Regions from separate parts of the Mus musculus genome. Here all the other regions are linked to region 1. The links are chromatin contacts, called in public HiChIP or PLAC-seq maps. All regions are on one chromosome and are shown on one strand. The core of a region is the stretch at or near the end of the contact, and the rest is flanking DNA. Distances in the headings are between cores, read along the strand shown. Region 1 holds the start of Gkn3 (gastrokine 3). Region 2 has its middle 22 kb from the start of D6Ertd527e. Region 3 holds the start of Copg1 (coatomer protein complex, subunit gamma 1).

What was found. HiChIP or PLAC-seq counts read pairs in DNA pulled down with a chosen protein or histone mark.
Region 2: a contact with region 1 is called in a FOXA1 HiChIP or PLAC-seq map of pancreatic cancer cells. The contact joins the enhancer-like site here to the promoter of Gkn3 in region 1. A contact is called at or near these places in 6 of 39 promoter capture datasets (the 3T3-L1 cell line, HPC-7-derived erythroid cells, frontonasal cranial neural crest and 2 more), 1 of 15 datasets of contacts at CTCF or cohesin (the NIH/3T3 cell line), 5 of 484 Hi-C or Micro-C datasets (the HL-1 cell line, bone marrow-derived macrophages, ganglionic eminence and 2 more), 8 of 115 datasets of contacts at active chromatin or transcription factors (double positive thymocytes, embryonic basal ganglia, embryonic hindbrain and 5 more) and 4 of 9 other capture datasets (adipose tissue, embryonic stem cells, liver and 1 more).
Region 3: a contact with region 1 is called in a FOXA1 HiChIP or PLAC-seq map of pancreatic cancer cells. The contact joins the promoter of Copg1 here to the promoter of Gkn3 in region 1. A contact is called at or near these places in 2 of 115 datasets of contacts at active chromatin or transcription factors (large pre-B cells and pancreatic cancer cells).

The regions. Positions count from the first base shown.
Region 1 is chr6:87,387,663-87,390,362 of GRCm38.p6, forward strand. It overlaps Gkn3 (gastrokine 3), which reads right to left and starts at 1,273. Exons shown (of 6, transcript NM_026860.1): 1 at 1,132-1,273. The coding sequence starts at 1,173.
Region 2 is chr6:87,125,862-87,128,561 of GRCm38.p6, forward strand. No RefSeq gene overlaps it. Among named protein-coding and RNA genes, the nearest start is that of D6Ertd527e, 22 kb to the left of the region's middle. Within about 2 kb of position 1,375, at least 35 of the 459 cell types and tissues checked have an H3K27ac peak or open chromatin away from gene starts, as enhancers often do. A contact at or near this core is called in the HL-1 cell line, liver and pancreatic cancer cells, where this site is marked.
Region 3 is chr6:87,886,604-87,889,303 of GRCm38.p6, forward strand. It overlaps Copg1 (coatomer protein complex, subunit gamma 1), which reads left to right and starts at 1,337. Exons shown (of 24, transcript NM_017477.2): 1 at 1,337-1,469; 2 at 2,468-2,520. The coding sequence starts at 1,433.

The DNA.
Region 1 (2,700 bases), core at 23-2,522:
CAACCTGACAGGGTAGGATCAGCCTGGACCACTATAGCTCAGGCCTCCCACTCTTCCTTTTTGTGCTACCTCTCTACTTCCAGGGCTGGGCACATCCTCTACTCCAGCTCTTGATCCAAACCCCAAATCTCACAGTCAGCCCTATTCCGCCTCTGCCCACCCTCCATCCCCCCTGGAAACTGACACCCTCCAGGCTTCCTTTCCTCTGAATTCTCTTACCTTGCCTAAGAAGAAAGCTACTCACTGTTATTTGCATACTATTTTGGGGGAAATTATGTTAGAATGTACCTAGGCCTTAAAATATTTAAGTTGTTCAGTTCCTCTATGTGGTGTGCTCTGCCCATCAAGGGAGTTTTCTGCAGCAGACATTAATAAAAGAATAGGGGGCTGGGTTAAGCTAGCCATAGTTTCTTGTGTACTTGAGGCTGGCCCAGCTCAAGTGCACCCATCATGACAAGTGGGACTGGCAGGGTCCTCCCTTCTCTTAACATCCATGAAAAGTCGGCATCTGGCTTCAGTAACAAACGGGGCCCCTGAAAGTCAAAGGAAGCGGCTATTCTACAGTGTTATCATCACCACAGTGCAGTGCAGCGCAGCTGCCATAGACACAGAGCTGCAGAGGGTGAAGCTGCTTTAGTGAAAGCTGGATGTGGTCGTGCCTGCCTTGAATGCCAGCACCCAGGAGACTTAGATGGAGGATTTGGAAAGTCTGAGACAAGCCACAGCGAGTCAAAGTAGCCTGGACTACAGAATGAGGCCTTGTCTTAAAAAAGCCAGAGGGACAAAAAGCACTCTATCCCAGCTGGCCCCACATGCATCTAAGCTATTCCCCACTGGCAATTTGTAAATACGGAAAACCACTGCAGACAAGACTCCAGCATATGAGTATCTACCTGGCCTCCAAAGAGTCTTGACTTTTAAGAAATTAGTTATTGATTCCATTAGAGGACACCCTTCCTTCAGATTCTCCAAAACAGAAGTGCCAACAGAAGATTGCACACCCAATCATCGTTTGAAAATTCTGCCTGGGTTGATTTGAACAGTTCCTGGGGCAGGGAGGATCCAGACCTCCTTGGCTGGTCTGACTGGGATATATATATGCTCCACATTCAAAGTTAAAGATGTACTCACAAGGCGTCTCATGTTGTCTCTCTCCAGCGAATGCAACGGCATGCATAATACAATTTTCTATGATCCGTTCATTTCCCAAGTCTAGTTTATATAGACTTCAGCCTCTCAGGTCTCACTATGATAAGGGGCTCAGGGACTGGTTATCTACGATCCAGAAACCATTAGGGGGAAAGCTAGTTATGTAATTACGGTTATCATTTCCTTTTACTAGATCCGAGTGTTTTTCTTTCTCTCAATAGCTCGGCAGGTTCCAAGGCAAACACTGGATAAGAATAGGTCTTTGTGGCTCGTGTACTCCTGACCCCAGAGCCACTGTGTAAGGACTTATAAGCTGCTGATACAAAATCAAGGGGATCACACTTGAACTTCTTGATTTCTGAAAAGTATTCTTTTCCTAACAGTGAGAGCGGGTCGAAGAAACCTCATAAAACCCAAGAGACAAACTGATTTACAAGATTATTGATTGGCAAACAGTCTTGTCCCTTCCTCATCCAAACACAGATCACACAGTTTGCTCTGCACCCTCTGCCTCCACCAACTTCATCTCTATTCATTTCTTCAATGCCCTCTCTGTCTGACGTAGCTCAGGTCCCAGTGAACTCTCTGATGCTTGGTCCCACTAATGTGGATTTTCTGGTTTGCCTCTTCATTTCAGGGTAGTTTTTCTACCAAATCAAACCAAACCAAACCAAACAAAACCTTTGACTTGCTGCAGAACTACTGAGACATGAGGAACTCTGACCCTCACACAGTAGCACCAATTCAAGGGCTTTCACACACTTGTTTTTTCAAGCTCTGATTGGTGGCGCCCCAGACGTCTGGATGAAATTCAATTCCCTAGAGTCAGACATTTCTTTCAAGAGGAGGATTACAGAGATGACCCTGGGCATCAACGTGATCAGAGCAAGGAAGGCAGGCAGGCAGCTCAGCCCTGACTGGGCTCGGTGCAATTTGGCTATGGGAAGAGCAAATAGCTAGGCTTTGGAAACTGCCAGGTCACTCAGGGTTGAGATAACACCATAATCCCATCTGCAGTGTTCCTGATACTTTATAAAAAACAACACACGGCCCACATACTCAGCCACCACTGTGTCAGCAAAACAGATTACAGAAGATTACAAGGAAATATAACTACATGTGTTTATATGTGCCTTATAAATAGAACTTATAGGCCAATACCACAGTCATGATTTCAGCTTTGTAGTGCCAGTGGTGTGGGTTGGGAGGAACTGCGCTGTTAACCATTTTGCAAATGAAGACAGATTAATGGTGCCAATCACATTCAACTCCTACCTCTGCACTAGCCAGTACTATGACTGCACAGCTAAAATGTGAGTTCGAATTTCTGGACTTCAAAGGATCAAACTGTATGTATTTCCTTCCAACCACAATGTCCTTTAGAGTTAATTTATATTCAGCTGCAGATCAAAAAGGGCAAAGGTTCTAATTCTATGCCACCACCCAAGGTCTTCTGTGTTTAAGGGTTACTGTGTGAACAACTAATTTCGTTGGAGTCTCTCTTCAAGTGGGGAGCAGAAGCCATTCAATGGGCAGCTAGGTACCCCTCCT
Region 2 (2,700 bases), core at 125-2,624, 260 kb before region 1:
TCTTTCGGAACATTCCGAAATTGAGGCAAGGGGGAGGTCTTTGCGCCACTCTACCCGGCTAGGCTGTGGTTTTGTCCGACTTACTGGAAGGGAGTGTAACTAAGGAGCTCTCTGTGGCAGGAACTCAGCCAGGAGCCATTCATTAGTGGTGATAGTCCCAGCAGCTTGGGCACAAGGTTCTAGCCTTGTAGAGGGGTTCGGAGCAGAGAGCAGCCTTTGGTGTCATGCTGTCAGAGCGGAGTATTCTATCCTGCTGGTTCTAATTTGTCTCATTTCCTGGGAACTTACATGAGCTGTAACTAACTGGTGAACTGCATTAAGCTGTTGTTACTGTAGCTGATACTGAGGCTTGAGGTGGATCCTGGTCACCTCCATCTTCTGCTAGCTTCTCACTTTCAGCCAGCATCCCTGACTTGTCTGGATAGCAGTCAGATGGACCAATCAGATCCTTATCCCTGTAGGGTCTGAGGTTGGGTGGCCTTTCTTGTCCATTTGTTATAAACCTGGAGCTCCGAGGAACTGGGATGGGTCCCATGAGGCCCCCGTGTTGAACCTGCTCCACTGTTTCCTGGTACTTGGTAGCAGTACCCCACAGGCGCTCCAGTGTTTGGACTTAGGATTTACCACAGCCTTTTCAGCGTCTCAGGCTTTTCTCCCTGACCCCAGAGCTCTACTTTTGGGTTCCCTGCCTCTGAAACTCCACTGTGTCTGTCATACTATGATGTCTTCAGACTGATGGATTTTTTTGGTCACCATAGATAGTCATGTAAGCAGAGACCTTAAGCCCCTGACCTATCTGCATCTATAGAGATATCTCTATAGATGCAGATATGCATGCACGTGGACTCTGTCCTTCTGGAGAATTCTAGGATGCAGGGCTGAGGGTTGGGGGAGGGGAAGAGGGTTTAATAGGTGAATCATTTAGGTGCTTAGGACAATGCCTCGATTCCATCTGCCACTATGTGGCTCCTGGCGGATGCATATACACAACAGAGCATTGGTGTTCCACAGAACTGTAGAAAGCGGGGCAGACTCTGTGGACATTAGTATCTGGTAAGGCATCAAAAGCAAGTTCAGGATAATAGACACACCAGGCTCATGGGGCTGTTAACAGCAGGGCCAGTTGAGGCGAGGTCAGGCGCCGCTCTCTCTGTTTTCTTAATCTTCTGTATATCAGCAAATGTTCAGAATTAAGTTTAGTTAATTAAAAGAGAAACAGAGAGCAAGTGAGCATTAATGTCCACAAGCAGTCACATGACTGAACTTAACAGCAGCCGAAGAGAGGGTCCTTTCTGGCAGGTGTGCACATGTACATGCTCGTACAGCAGCTGGACTCCTGACTGAGGCAGACATGCTGCGTGCTCCACCCGTTATGGGATAGCAGAGATCCGGTCCCGTGACAGGATGCTAAGTAAACAAATGAGGTAAAAATAGAGCTGGCTCTTCTAATGAAGGCCAGGGCTGGCATTCCCTGCTGCTGTCCTACTCTGCATTCCTTGCATTTGTTTTTATTTTTCTTTCCAAGTGAAAAGCAGAAAGGGACTTTGACCCAGTTGACATGGAGTGTATGTATGTACACATTGAGAAGTGACCCAGAGAGGACAGAGTGAATGAGCTGTCAGAAGGAGCCATCCAATACCACCTAGGGAGAGCCCACACTGGGGAATACTTGAATATTTGCTTGAAGGGCATGGGGAAGTGGAACTGAGATCTTAATTACTGGTGTGTGCTCTCCCCCTCTCCTCTCCCCACACCGCTCTCCCCTCCCCCTTGCTTCCCCACTCTCTGTGCATCCACAGTTGTGTATCTGTGTGTAGAGAGCGCAGGTTATAGGTGTCTTCCCTGGTCACTCTCCACCTTATTTTAAAAATTACACTATTACTTACAGGTGTGTGGGTGTGCACAGCACAGCCTCTGCGCAAAAGCTGGAGGACAACCGCTTTCTTTCAGGAGTCATTTTGTTTCCTCCACTCTGTGAGTCCCAGGGATCGAACTCAGACTGTCTGGGTTGGTGGCAAGTGCCTTCACACTGAGCAACATCACTGGCTCACCCATGTTATCTTTGAGACAACGTCTCTTATTGATCCCACATTCATCAGTTCAGCTAACCAGGCTGGCTGTGACCTTTGACCTCCACTTCTCCAGATCCTGGATTAAATCCTGGGTCCAGATTTTATGTGGGGGCTGGGAATTCTAACTCAAGGCTCCATGCTTACATGAGAAGTACTTTCTGGCTGCTTGTTTGCTTTTATGTTTGTTTTTTCTTGAGACAGAGTCTCACTATGTTGCCCTGGCTAGCCAGAACCAGGAACTTGCAGAGATTCCCCTGCCTCTGCTGAGACCAAAAGCAAATGCCACCATACCTGGTGACCTAAGTTCCTCAAAGGAAATCCTATCCAAGACGTAGTTTTCATATCTATTGCTAGTTTTCTTGAATGCTTGGGAATGAGATTCCTTGGAAACGAGGTTCCTTGTTTACATTTATCTGCACAACCGACATTGGTTGGCTGGTAACTCTGTGACCCGCAGTGCGTGTATGGATTATTGGTGACTGGGATGCACTGATGGTCTACAACTGAGGGACACAGAGCAGCAGCAGGACCCTGCCTCCTCTGAAATCCCATTTTCAGCCACAAACAGGGCAATTCTTCTTTCCCCTTTCTTGCTCAGCCTGCCTGTTTGGCAAGATGGTGAGACCCT
Region 3 (2,700 bases), core at 87-2,586, 500 kb after region 1:
ATTCAGATATTTCCTGTTTGTCTGGAGTGCTTTAAAACTGCAAACACTGCCAGCCTACAAGCAGCCTGCCACATAGTAAGTGTGTTTGTTTTGGAGGAGACAGTCTTTAGATTCTTTAAATTGGTGTTATAGGGCAGATAATAAGAATAAAATCTGTTGTTTATATTTTCTATTTGTAACTGAGCTTTTAACCCTGGTTATGTAATGATAAGTCAGACATATTTTGTACTACTGGATAATCATTAGCTTGTCTTTGTTCTGTGAAACTTGTGTAAATAAAGACGCTCTTGGTTGCTAGTCAGTCAGAGCAACAGAAATGGCCTGATCTCTAATAAGTAAGTCAGAGTTACAGAAATGGCCTGATTGCTATCAAGTCAGAGCTGCTAAATTCCCCTAACTATCTGGCTTGGCTTGCCTCACCCTCTCCCCTTGCCTAATACTCATCTTCTCTGTGGGCCAATTTGTCAGCAACAATATTTGAATTCCTTGTCAAACCACAAGTTTTATAGTATTTGGTAGAAAAGACTCATTTAATAATTTTCACAACTGAACCTGGCCCTCAGACTTGGCAGCAAGCACCTTAACTTAGCGGCTGAGCCATCTCATTGGCTCTATTTTTTGAGGTGGAAGTCATGTAGGTCTGGTGCAGGGGGATGGCCTTGAACTTCTCATCCTCCTTTCTCTGCCTCATGAGTGTTGAAATTACTCGCTATGTCCAGTTATATCTCAATGTTAAAGCACAAATGTACATAACTCTATTCATTGCCTTACAAAGCTAGACTCGGATGGAATCGGTTCCTTGGCTAGCAACAGATGCCCTTTTCCCTCTCACCACCATCTCTGTCATGGTGACTCCTCTGGCCTCAATCCTTGGGGCCAGTGAACTTGTTTGAGAGCAGCTTCCCAATAAATTTGCCCTTAAAATATTCTAACCTGACTTGAATTGGCTCATTTTACCGGTGGCGGAAAAATAACCTATTAGTGAGACTTACTTCCGGAAAATGACAATAAAGAGTAGCAGGGAACATGTATGGGGTCAGCGTGCTGCATGCAACCCTCCCATCAGAATGCCCTTTAAATTCAGCCAGGGGTAACTGCAAACACAGCAGCCACAGGACCACAAGGGGGCGCAGAAGCGGAGCACCCGCAACCGCAGGTCTAGGCTCCGCCTCCAGTGTCTAGCCACGCCCACTTTCCTGGGTCTCACCCCTCCCCTTCCGCCCTCTTCCACCTAGGTTTTGGCAATCTCCGGACAGGCAATGAAAAAGGTGGGCGCAGTTGTGCGCAGGCGCAGACAACAGAGTGCGCAGGCGCAGTCCATAGTGCAGTGCTCAGGGCGACGTGGCGGGCGGGAGTACGGAAGCCGCAGGGAGAAGCTGTTCTCACCGCTACTCTGAGCATCTTCCTGCTGCGTGGAGCTACCGCTGACACCATGTTGAAGAAATTCGACAAGAAGGACGAGGAGTCTGGTGAGGGCCCCTTGAAAGACCTGGGGAGGTCAGATCCTCGTAGGGGTTCATGGGACCTTCCTTGGCTTCCTTCTTCCGGGCCTCTGTCAGAGCCAGATCCGAGGCCCAAGAGGGGCAGGGGCTTGTGCGCAGGTCCATCTATATCTGTTCTCGGAGGAAACGTGCTGTTTGCCCTCTCCAGCTCTGGCCAGGATTTCTGCGTGACCTTGTGCGGGTAACACTCCTCTCTGGGCCTCAGTTTCCCCATCTTGTCAGAGGAGGTTCCCAGGCTGGATGTTACCTTGCATTTCACCCGACCTCTTGGTATTTGCTGCGATAATTCTTTGCCTATCTGGGTGTAACCAGTCCTACAGTTAATAACCCTGACCGTTTCATTCATTCAATAAACTACAATTACTGAACATCAGGCACCTCACTGATCATAATATTACAGTAGCTAAAGCAAGTTCGATACTAGATGCCTGCAATAGGAATGTTAGGATGGAGAGCCCAGACAGTAACCAGATAATCGCATGCATAATTTTTTAATGTAATATCTGCTGTCAGGGAAACTCAGTCACAGGTTAGTTAGTGTTGGTTGTCTCCGACACATAGATTCATTTAAGTTCTGGTTGCATAGATCAGTGCCAATTATTGAACCCTAAAATGCTCAGAAAGAATGCTTAGGTGACTGTGAGAGAGCCTTGACGGCCTCTGGTAGATGATAGAGACTTCCTTCTCTCTTCCTCGTGTTTGGCAGGTTTAGGGTCACAGTTCGGGGCTGTAACTCAGTTGATAGAGTGCTTGCTTAGCTTGGGTGAAGCCCTGTGTATGATCCACAGTACCATGTAAACCAGGAGGCCGAGGCGGGAAGATCAGATGCACAAGAGCCGACCTCTGCTACATTTTGAGTTAAAGGCTAGCATGCGATACATGAGAGTCTGTGTCAGCACAGGAAAAAGGAGAAAAGCAGTTCATTCAAGATCACAACCGTAATCAGTCTTCTCTGTGCACTGCAGGTGGAGGCTCCAACCCCCTCCAGCACCTGGAGAAGAGTGCCGTACTCCAAGAGGCAAGTGCCACCATGCCTGTGTCTGGTCAGGAATACCTGCCAGCCCTGCTGTCAGATACTAACATACATGGAGTGCTGGTTTATAAAGCCTGGGTCCAGGAAGATGGGACTTTATTCATTGTATTTGCTAGTGTGGCTAGTATTAGGGCAGCCCAAGGGAAGACTTCTGGTATGGTTAGT